Linked DNA regions of Sus scrofa: region 1 is linked to region 2. The links are chromatin contacts, called in public Hi-C maps. All regions are on one chromosome and are shown on one strand. The core of a region is the stretch at or near the end of the contact, and the rest is flanking DNA. Distances in the headings are between cores, read along the strand shown. Region 1 has its middle 31 kb from the start of NDP. Region 2 holds the start of MAOA (monoamine oxidase A).

Evidence for each region. Hi-C and Micro-C count contacts between places; a contact is called where the count stands out from the background.
Region 1: a Hi-C map of liver shows a contact between it and region 2, with 5 times the contacts expected there. The contact joins the enhancer-like site here to the promoter of MAOA in region 2. A contact is called at or near these places in 1 of 5 promoter capture datasets (liver) and 3 of 47 Hi-C or Micro-C datasets (fetal liver, liver and subcutaneous adipose tissue).

The regions. Positions count from the first base shown.
Region 1 is chrX:39,187,571-39,192,575 of Sscrofa11.1, forward strand. No RefSeq gene overlaps it. Among named protein-coding and RNA genes, the nearest start is that of NDP, 31 kb to the right of the region's middle. Within about 2 kb of position 1,506, at least 2 of the 83 cell types and tissues checked have an H3K27ac peak or open chromatin away from gene starts, as enhancers often do. A contact at or near this core is called in liver, where this site is marked.
Region 2 is chrX:38,926,697-38,932,109 of Sscrofa11.1, forward strand. It overlaps MAOA (monoamine oxidase A), which reads left to right and starts at 3,759. Exons shown (of 15, transcript NM_001001640.1): 1 at 3,759-3,870. The coding sequence starts at 3,798.

The DNA.
Region 1 (5,005 bases), core at 256-2,755, 260 kb after region 2:
GTTTTGTCAAAATTTAATATCCGAGGGTCTTTATTTGCAAATCTCTGTTGTCTCTTGCATCCGTGACGTCCAGTTATTTAATCTGTCTACGATCGCTACTAGCACGGGACAGAGGTGACTGCTAGATGCTGAGAGATTGAGCGGCGTAGAATCCCATGTATAACTCTTGGGACAAATTTCTCTGCTTCCTGTTCATATATGTGCAAGGATATTATGAAAATAAACCAATTTCCTCTTCCAAAACACCGTCATAATCTAAAGGCAAAAAATATTGCCTAGCTATCTTGCTACCTTCATCTGATTTCAGAAGCTTCCTTTAGCTACACGTAGTTCTCAAACTCCTCTAAGAAAACTTCATGCGACCGCACAAGTTCGTTTTTGCTACACAACAAATTACTCCAAGATTAAGTTGCTTAAACCACCATTGTTTTTTGTTTGTGTAGTTTTTGGCTGTGCCTGTGGCATGCAGAAGTTCCTGGGCCAGGGATAGAATCCATGCCATAGCAGTGACTTCAGCTACAGCAGTGACAATGTTGGATCCTTAAGCCACTAGGCCACTAGGGAACTCCAAAGCCACCAATTTTTTGTCTTTTTTTTTTTTCTTTTTTGGTCTTTTTAGGGCTGCACCCTTGGCATATGGAGCGTCCCAGACTAGGGGTCTAATCAGAGCTGTAGCCGCCGGCCTACACCACAGCCACAGCAACGCCAGATCAGAGCTGCGTCTGCAACCTACACCACAGCTCAAGGCAACACCGGATCCTTAACTCGCTGAGCGAGGCCAGGGATTGAATCCACAACCTCATGGTTCCTAGTCGGATTTGTTTCCACTGCTCTATAACGGGAACTCCTTTTTTCTTTTTAGGGACACACCTGAGGCATATGGAAGTTCCTGGGCTAGGGGTCGAATCAGAGCTGCAGCTGAGGGCTACACCACAGCCACCGCAACACTGGATCTGAACTGCATCTGAGACCTATGCCACAGCTTGCGGCAACACCAGATCCTTAACCCACTGAGTGAGGCCAGGGGTCGAACCCCAGTTCTCATGGACACTATGTCAGGTTCTTAACACACCAAGCCACAACAGGAACTCCCCATTGTTTAATTCATAAGTCGATGGATTGGCAATTTAGGCTGGGACTAGCTAGGGGGGTGCTTCTGTTGGTCTTGACTGGACTTCCTCATTTGTCTAAGGCAAAGGTGAGCCAACTTTTTCTGTAAAGGGCTAGATGTAAATATTTTAGTTTTGGGGGCAATCCAATTTCTGCCCCAATGACTCAACCCTGCCAATATAGCACGAGGAAGCCATAGATAGTAGTCAATGAATGAGCTTAGCTGTTTTCCAATAAAACTTTATTTACAAAAACAGGCAACTGTCCAGCCAACCTCTCTATGGTCTGGGGTCAGTCGCTTGTCTGCTGTGGACTGGCTGGACCAGAATGGCACCAGCTGAAATATCGAGTGCTTTTCAAGCTTCTGTTTGCAGCCTGTTGCCTAACTCTCCATTATCTAAAGCAAATCACAAGGCCGACCCAAAATCAACGGGTGCAGAAATAGGCTACGCCTCGCTGTGGGAGGGGAAGAATTTGTGGCCACTTGTGACTCTTTTGCACCCAGCCAACCATAACTCACTTATCTAAATGATCTTCAGAAATATGTACTAAGGAGCCAAGACATAGCTAGGGTTCGTGGTAGCCAGGCAAAGCCAGGCTCACTGCACTGAGCTTGAGTGCCCTCTCTGCTGGCATAGCTGGAATTCACAACATTTCTAGGAAGATTTCTTTCTAGGATGAAGTCAGATGGCCCTGGAGAGAGAGCCACCCTGTGCCTCTTAGGTGTATTAAATGACCAAGAAGGGTAGCCTGAGAATGCAAAAGCATCGGTCAGTGCCAGTAGCTTATCTTTCGCCATTCCAATCACTTCTTTGGATTTAGCAATAGGGAGGCAGCTGTCCCCAGGCCCGCCCCATCGAAGCACAGCGAGGCCAGCAGAAAGGCCAGCTGATGGCTGAGACTGCCTGCCTGCCGTCTTGCCAAGCACCTCATGACGCTCAGAGGTCTCCTGGTTTCTGGTCTGTTTTCTCCTCGTCCCTGAGAGTAGGAGCATCTCTTATCTACCCAGCCTCTGTTGACGAGCCACTCAAACGGAAACTTGGGGTGTAGATGTCAGTATGGCGGAGGGGAGAAAGGGTAGGCAAAGAGGGCCCGCGAAGGGCTGCATGAGAACATCTCAAATTAAACACACCCCGTTTCACGGTTTGCATGGAGGAGGGAACATATAGCATTAACTGGGTGTCTGTCATGTTGTAGGCCCGCCTTGAAGAACTTAGCTCACATGCCCTCATTTAGTCTTCCTAAAAACTCTTTGGCATGTTTATTGTCATGTCTATTTTGCAGATTAGAAAACGGAGGTTCAGACAGGTTCAGTCCATGGAGCGGCCATTGAAGGTCACTCAGCAGGGTCAAAACCCAACATACGCTTTGCCAACTCCAACTGCTTCCTCCAAGACTGAAGAAGTCATGCAGGTGTTTCTTCCATCATCCTGTCTCCTTCCTTCCAAGGAAGCAGATTAACTTTCTTGGTTTTTATTTTATTTTATTTTATTTTATTTTATTGGAATATAGTTGCTTTACAACGTTGTATTCATTTCTGGTGTACGGTAAAGTGATTCAGTTTTACATCATACCCATACTCATTCTTTTTCAGCTCCTTTTCCCATAAAGTTTATTACAGAATATTGAGTAGAGTTCCCTGTGCTATACAGTAGGTCCTTTTTGGTGATATATTTTATATATAGTAGTGTGTATGCATTAATCCCAAACTCCTCATTGGACCCTCAGCCTCCACCTGTCTCCTTTGGTAACCATAAGTATGTTTTCGAAGTTTGTGAGTCTGTTTCTGTTTCATAAGTAAGTTCATTTGTATCTTTTTAGAATCAGATTCCACATATAAATGATATCATATGATAATTGTCTTTCTCTGTCTGACTTACCTCACTTAGTAGGATACGCTCCTGCAAATGGCATTATTTCCTTCTTGTTACGGCCGAGTGATACTCCATTGTATATATGTGCCACATCTTCTTTACCTTTCCTCTGTCGGTGGGCACATAAGGGATCCAATTTGGAAAAGAAGTAAAAGCGTTACTGATTGCAGATGACAGGATACTATACACAGAAAACCCTAAAGATGCTACCAGAAAACCATCAGAGCTCATCAATGGATTTGGTACAGGTGCAGGATACGAAATTAATACACAGAAATCTCTTGCATTCTTATACAGTTACAATGAAAGATCAGAAAGAAAATTAAGGAAAGAATTGCATTTTACATGAAAAAGAATACCTAGGAATGAACCTACCTAAGGAGGCAACTTTCCAAGTGTTTGACATCTAAGCTTTCCTTTATACTTTGGTTTGATGAAGTTTTCTTTCTTTTTCTTTTCCTTCCTTCCTTTCTTTCTTTCGTTCTTTTTCTTTTCCTTCCTTCCTTTCTTTCTTTCTTTTTCATTCTTTTCTTTCTTTCTTTCTTTCTTTCTTTCTTTCTTTCTTTCTTTCTTTCTTTCTTTCTTTCTTTTTCTTTCTTTCTTTTTCTTTCTTTCTTTCCTTTCTTTCTTTTCTCTCTTTCCCTCTTTCTCTCTCTCTTTCTTTCTTCATTTTCTTTCTTTTCTTTCTTTCTTTCTTTCTTTCTTTCTTTCTTTCTTTCTTTCTTTCTTTCTTTCTCTTTCTTTCCTTTCTTTACTTTTTTTTTGTGTTTTTGTCTTTTTAGGGCCACAACCATGGCATATGAAAGTTCCTAGGCTAGGGGTCTAATCGGAGCTAGACCTACACCACAGCCACAGCAACGCCAGATCTGAGCCATGTCTGTGACCTACACTGCAGCTCAACACCAGATCCTTAACCCACTGAGCGTAGCCAGGGATTGAACCCATGTCCTCATGGATACTAATCGGGTTCATTACCCCTGAGCCACAACAGGAACTCCTAATGCGTTTTCTAAGTTACCCAGTGATGCTCAAAAACAATGACAGTTTGAGTTAGGACCATGACAGATGATATATTCTTGAGTCTCAGAGCCTTATCATGTCGTATTTGAATTAAGAGAGATTCTAAGAAATCGTCCAGCTTGCCTGGCTCTCACTTCAAGGCTGGGAAATTGTCTCAGCCTCTCTCAGATTGCTATCTTGTTCCTTTCTCAATGTTCCCTAGTAGAAAATCCCTACCCTTTCCACTATACACCTCCTCCATTGTTTTCTTCTCTTGAAAGAAAATAATTTCTTTCTAATGAAGATCTAAAGATACTGCAGTTTTAATTTAAAATGATTACTGTATTTTTGTCTTCTAAGAGGTAAAGAAAAATGACCCAATTCATCCCCATGAAAATCCTACTATATATTTAAGGAGTAATTATGTCTTTGGTGCTCCTTGACTTCCTCTGCTTTCCTCAATTAGTTTTTTTTTTTTTTTTTTTTGTCTTTTCTAGGGCGGCGCCTGCGGCATAGGGAGGTTCCCAGGCTAGGAGTCAAATCAGAGCTGTAGCCGTCGGCCTACGCCAGAGTCATAGCAATGTGGGATGTGAGCCGCGTCTGTGACCCACACCACAGCTCACGGCAACGCCAGATCCTTAACCCACTGAGCAAGGGCAGGGACCGAACCTGCAACCTCATGGTTCCTAGTCGGATTCGTGCACCAGGACGGGAACTCCCCCTCAAGTAGTTTTTGGCATCCTTCAGAAATCTTCCTCCTGATCATAATCATATATCTCTTTATCTTTAGAGACTCCTAATTTGCGAGGACCAAATTGACAGCCATAATTTCACCTCTTAAGAGATGAGTCTTGGAGTTCCCGTCGTGGCTCAGCAGAAACGAATCTTTTCTGTCTTTTTAGGGCCACACTGGTGGCATATGGAGGTTCCAAGGCAAGGGATCTAATCGGGACTACAGCTGCCGGCCTATACCACAGTCACAGCAATGCCAGATCCGAGCCGCATCTGTGACCTACACCACA
Region 2 (5,413 bases), core at 2,509-5,008:
TCAGAGCTGTAGCCGCCGGCCTACACCATAGCCACAGCAATACCGGATCCGAGCCTCGTCTGTGACCTACACCACAGCTCACGGCAACGCCAGATCCTTAACCCACTGAGCAAGGCCAGGGATCGAACCCGAAACCTCATGGTTCCTAGTCGGATTCATTAACCACTGCGCCACAACGGGAACTCCTATTTAGCTACCTTAAAATAACTTTTATTTCTTTATTACAAAAGGTAAACAAAATATACAATTCAAACAAGTAAAGTGAAGAGAGAACAATACTCCTATTTCTGCCCATCTCTTCCACCCACTATTTATATAGTAAGATTCCTCCATTTTTATTTCCAGCTGAACTCCCACTTTGAATCTCAGGCTTTATACTCAATTTCCTACTATATAGGATCATCATTTGGATGCTGCAGAGGCATCTGAAACTCAACATGTCCAAAAACATGCTTATGATCTTCCAAATCCTAGTCACAACCAAGCGCTGTCACTTTTTACGTATAAATGTCTCTAATATGTCCACAGGTCTCCAGCTCCACCGCCACCACTGACCTTAGTCCAAGATGCCATCATCTCTTTGAAGAATTCCAAACTATAGTCTCCCTGTATGTATCCACTCTTGGCCCCTTTGACCCATCATTCACATGGCAGACAAAGGGATCTTTTCAAAATTCAGTCTATCATATTGTTCCTCGCTTAAAATCTTTCAGTGGCTTCCACTGGTTTAGATGAAAGATCTTACTTTGGCTCAGCTGACCTCAGCAGCTTTGTCTCCTGGCTTCTCCCCTTGCCGGAGCTTCACTGGCTGGCTTTCAGCTGCTCCAATGAACCATGCTTCTACCACAGGGCCTTCACCCACATTGTTCTCTCTAGGACATTTTTACATACCCCCCCCCAAGATAACCTCCAGAATGGTTGGGACACCCTAACACTTTATCACTATGGATAGTTCCAAAATAGTATTTCTCAGAGTTTGACTTGACACACCAAGTTACTTCCTCCACAGCTCCTCTGCGTGTTCAATGAAAATCTCCAACTGACTTGCATCCCCAGTATATCCCAAGTATCCTGCCCTGAGCCTAGCACATAGTATGAAATTAAATACGTGAATGAAAAGAAATCAAAGCAGTGGGACTGAGGAGAAAGAGTCACATTAGAAAGGGCCGAATTCAATAGATGCAAACTATTGCCTTTGGAATGGATAAGCAATGAGACTCTGCTGTATACCACTGGGAACTCTATCTAGTCACTTATGAGGGAGCATGATAGTGTGAGAAAAAGAATGTATATGTGTATGTGTGACTGGGTCACCTTGCGGTACAGTAGAAAATTGACAGAACGCTGTAAACAAGCTATGATGGAAAGAGTAAAGATCATTTTTTTAAAAAAGGGCTGAATTCTTTATATCTATTATTTCCTCTCTCTTTGCTTCAAAGTCTAAAAACGTATACCAATTTATAGTCAAAAGTCTCAACTCCTTTGCTAGAAAGTAAAAGCTATTAAAATCGGATAAGGAAAAAGCTAAATCTGTATTTATGTACGGTTTCCTCAACAAGATATTATTTGATACAGATTGGAGGTAGGGGAGGCGGGCAGGCAGGCAGGCAGGCAAGAGAAATGTTTGTAAGTGGGAATGGATATTAGTGAAACTCCTAGAGTTCTCATCACTTTGAATTCCTGTCAAAATGACATCTTTTGAGGGTTCTAACGATGACAAATTCAGCTCTAGGAGGATAAGGAGGAAATTTAAGGAAGGGATAAAACTAGCAAGACAAGAGGCTGACTGCACAATAAAACATATGCATTAAATAGCCCTTTTTTAACACATGTTCGTTTGCTTGTTTTCAACCTTCGCTTTTAAACTTCAGGTCTCACTTCATCCGTGGTAGCTGAGTTCTTAATTTTGTCTCCTACTTGCTTTGATTTTGGTTAAGAACATCAGCTTAAAACAACAACAACAACAACATCAGCTTGAAAAAAACCCCCATCGGAGAACAAATAACCGCCAAGTGCCCCTCTGGGCACAGTGCCCACTTCACCCCGCCCCCTCGCGAGACGCGACTGCGCAGACCTCAACGGCCACTTGTGACGTCACAAAGGAGCAAGACCAGGTTGGGGGGGGCCCTGCCATCACACCTTCCAGGTCCGCTTCCTTCAGTACGCGCTGCTCTAAGCACCAGCCCCTCCCCCCGGGCACCAGCCCAGTTACCCCCCGCCTTTCAGCGTAACAATGAAAGCACCAGGTTGAAAGCCCCACGTGGCCACGCCCACGCTCTCTGGCCACACCCCCCCACTTTAGAGGCGTTGCCGGGCCACACCAGGAGGGAGGGCTTCCCGCGCGCGCGCGCGCCCGGTACAGACGGGGAAGGCGGAGCCCTCGTTTCCCCGCCCCCGAGTGAGCCTGGCTCCGGCGGCGGGCCTCCGAGAGGGCGGATCAGGCACCACTTGGGCGGCTGAGGAGCGCGCCTGTGAGGGAGGGGCGGAGGAGACCAGAACCTCGCCCTCAGCCCCGCCCTCCACCCGCGCGCTCCAGAACAATGAGCGCTCCCTACTCAGAGGCTTCCACTGGCGGCGGCGGGAGCGGGCGGCAGGGAGAGCGCGCGTCCAGAGCCCAGGACCCGGTAACCGCCCGGATCTCCGACCCGGCTTCCACCTTGGGCGCGGCCACGTCCTCCACATCCGCGTGGAGCATCCATTCTGAGTGGCGGACTGCCTCCCGTCCGTTTTCCAGCTCCCCGTCGAACGCGTCCTCACCAGACGTAACACACTCCCGAAGCTTCAGCGCGCCCTCGCGACTCGGCTCCAGTCCTGGCCCGATAACTGACAAGGACATCAAGATTGGCCTCTGGGGCTTTGGCGCCCGCGGCCTGAGCAACCGGATCCCCATGTCTGACCCCCGCTCGACCACCTCAGATGGGGCCGCCCCAGCCTCTAACCTGAACACCAGCAACCCCCCAGAATCTGTACAGGGATCTGTCCCGCCCTCAGCCTCCCCCCAGTTGTCCCCCCAAGAGCCCACCCCACCCTCCGTGTCCGCCTCCCCTGGGGAATCAGTCCCAGAAACTCTTAGACCCAATAACTTCCTACGAGGGCCAGTACAAGGATCCATCTCGCCCTCGATGCCCGGTTTCCTCAGAATATCGGTACCAGCACCTCCACCACCCACTAACACTCCCGAAGCGTCAGTACTTGGGTTATCCTTGCTCTCAGTACAGGGCTCCCCCTGGGGTTCGGTGCAGGTACCCCCCACACCTTATAACTCCCCCCGACTGTCAGTACAACAGTCCAGCCAGGCCTCAGTACCCGACTCCCACCGACTATCTGAACAAAGATCCACCCCGCTCTTGGAACCGTCCCATGAGGTGGTAAGAGGGTCTGCCCCGCCCTTGGTGTTCGGCCTCTCCGGGAGTTCGGTGCAGGCATCTGTCCCGCTCTCCGACTCCTCCATAGTGTCGATCCAAGGGTCTCCCCCGCCCTCAGTGCTCAGCACGCCCCGGAGTTCGATACCAGGACCTCTAACACCCATGAACTCCCAAGTGTCGACCCAAGAGTCCACCCAGCTCTTAGGGTTAAGTTACCCCCTAACAGCGGTGGAAGGATGGGCTCCGCCCCCGGGTTCTCCGGGAGTACCAGTACCAGGGCCCGCTCCGCCCTCAGCGCCCGACTCCACCCGGGTATCGATGGAAGAATCGGCTCCGCCCTCGGGCTCCCCCCGAGAGTCGGTAGAAAAGTCCGCTCCGCCCTTGGCCAGCCCCACTCCTATCCCCACGCCCCGGGAGAGCCTCGGCCAGAGCATGGAGCGTCAGGAGAAGGCGAACAACGCGGGCCACATGGTCGACGTAGTCGTGATAGGAGGCGGCATCTCAGGTCAGTGTGGACTGCATCGATAGCCCCGAGGGACCCTGGCCGGCCCGGGGTGGGGGACCTGCAGTCGCAGGGTGGCGGGTTTATTTTTGGGGGGGTCCTCTCTTGTGCACGCGAGAGTGCCACCGTGGCCGGGCCCCGGATCCTGCCAGGAGGGAGTGGGGTTGAGCCGATTTCGCTGGCGGTGTGAACCGGGGGGAGGCAGGAACAGTCATTTTACTACTACTATGAAATACTAACATTTAACTAGCTCTTGCCGTGCAGTCGTATTTAGCGGTTTACGTGGATTTTCTCAATCCTCAGCAGTCCTGCGAGGTGGGTACTCTGTGCGTCCCAGTTTCGCAAAACCTAGAAACTGAGGTAACTGTCCAGAGGTCGGATCACCTACCTGGGAAGGGACAATGATTTTCTCCCCTTTAAGACCCCCACTCCGATTCCTGAGGCAGTTGCTTTGCTTGATTTCTCCTCCTTTGCCCTAAACAGACAGTCACTATACAGATTTTTGTAGTATGGAGGTAGTCATAGTGTTAACTCAAGTCCCGATCTTCTTACACCTGTTTTCCTTAGAAAATTTGGTAACTGGAAAGGAGAGGAATCATTTAGGAAAAGGTTTAAGGGGGGGGGCTCTTAGTTTCAACCTACCCCTTGCCTGGGTGTTTTTTTTTGTTTTGTTTTGTTTTGTTTTTTTGGTTGGTTGGTTGGTTGGTTTTTGGAACTTGCAGAAAGTGTAGGGCTTTTTATTGCCCGGAGAGAATCCCTCTGTGAAACCGGCTGAGGGCAGGTAAGGGAATGCCCTTTTCATCTCCTTCTCCACCGCCTGAATCTTGTCCTGTGATGAGCCAGCTGGCCACCTTGTTTCCCCCCACCCCGTCCTGGTTTGGGTGTGTAGCTGACCAATTGAATGCTGCCTGAGGCTTCTCTCGGATCTTCCTGGAAACCTCATCATGACTCATATATTAAATTGTCACTTAGGTTTGTTGTCATAATTGGTAAAATGGCTTAAAGTGAGGAACTGTGTTTCAGCTCCAGCTAGAGTCCCACACTCATCTGTCCACGACCTGGAAGAATGTTAAGCAATTCTGAAATGCACTGGCAGGATCTGATTTAGAAAGGGAGAAAGCAGGTGAGAGGGAGTAAGGAGGGTGCCCCAAAGTAGCCATTTTTATGGAGAAGTCTTTTGAGGAGACTCTGAACATGCTTACAGAGTAATTTGGGTGGAGAAAGCTTTTGACTTGGCCCATTCAGGCTAACAGTCTTAATCACCAGAGAAGAGATTGGCAGGAGCTGTTGCTTTGACAACTCCAGCCACTTAGAGCAAAACCATGCAGGTATGTCGTCGGAGCATCAGAAAAGCAGGTGCTGGTAGAGAGGAGGAAAAAGAAGTATTTCTCTCGTTTCCCTCCTTTCATTCATTAGCTTATTCGATTTGTTCACCAAACACTTGTTGAGTGCCTGCAATGAAGTGGACTGGTGTTTCTAAAAGACTGGTTCTGGTATGCAAGCCTCCTAGAAGCAGCATGACTCTTCATCACTGGAAAAGAAATAC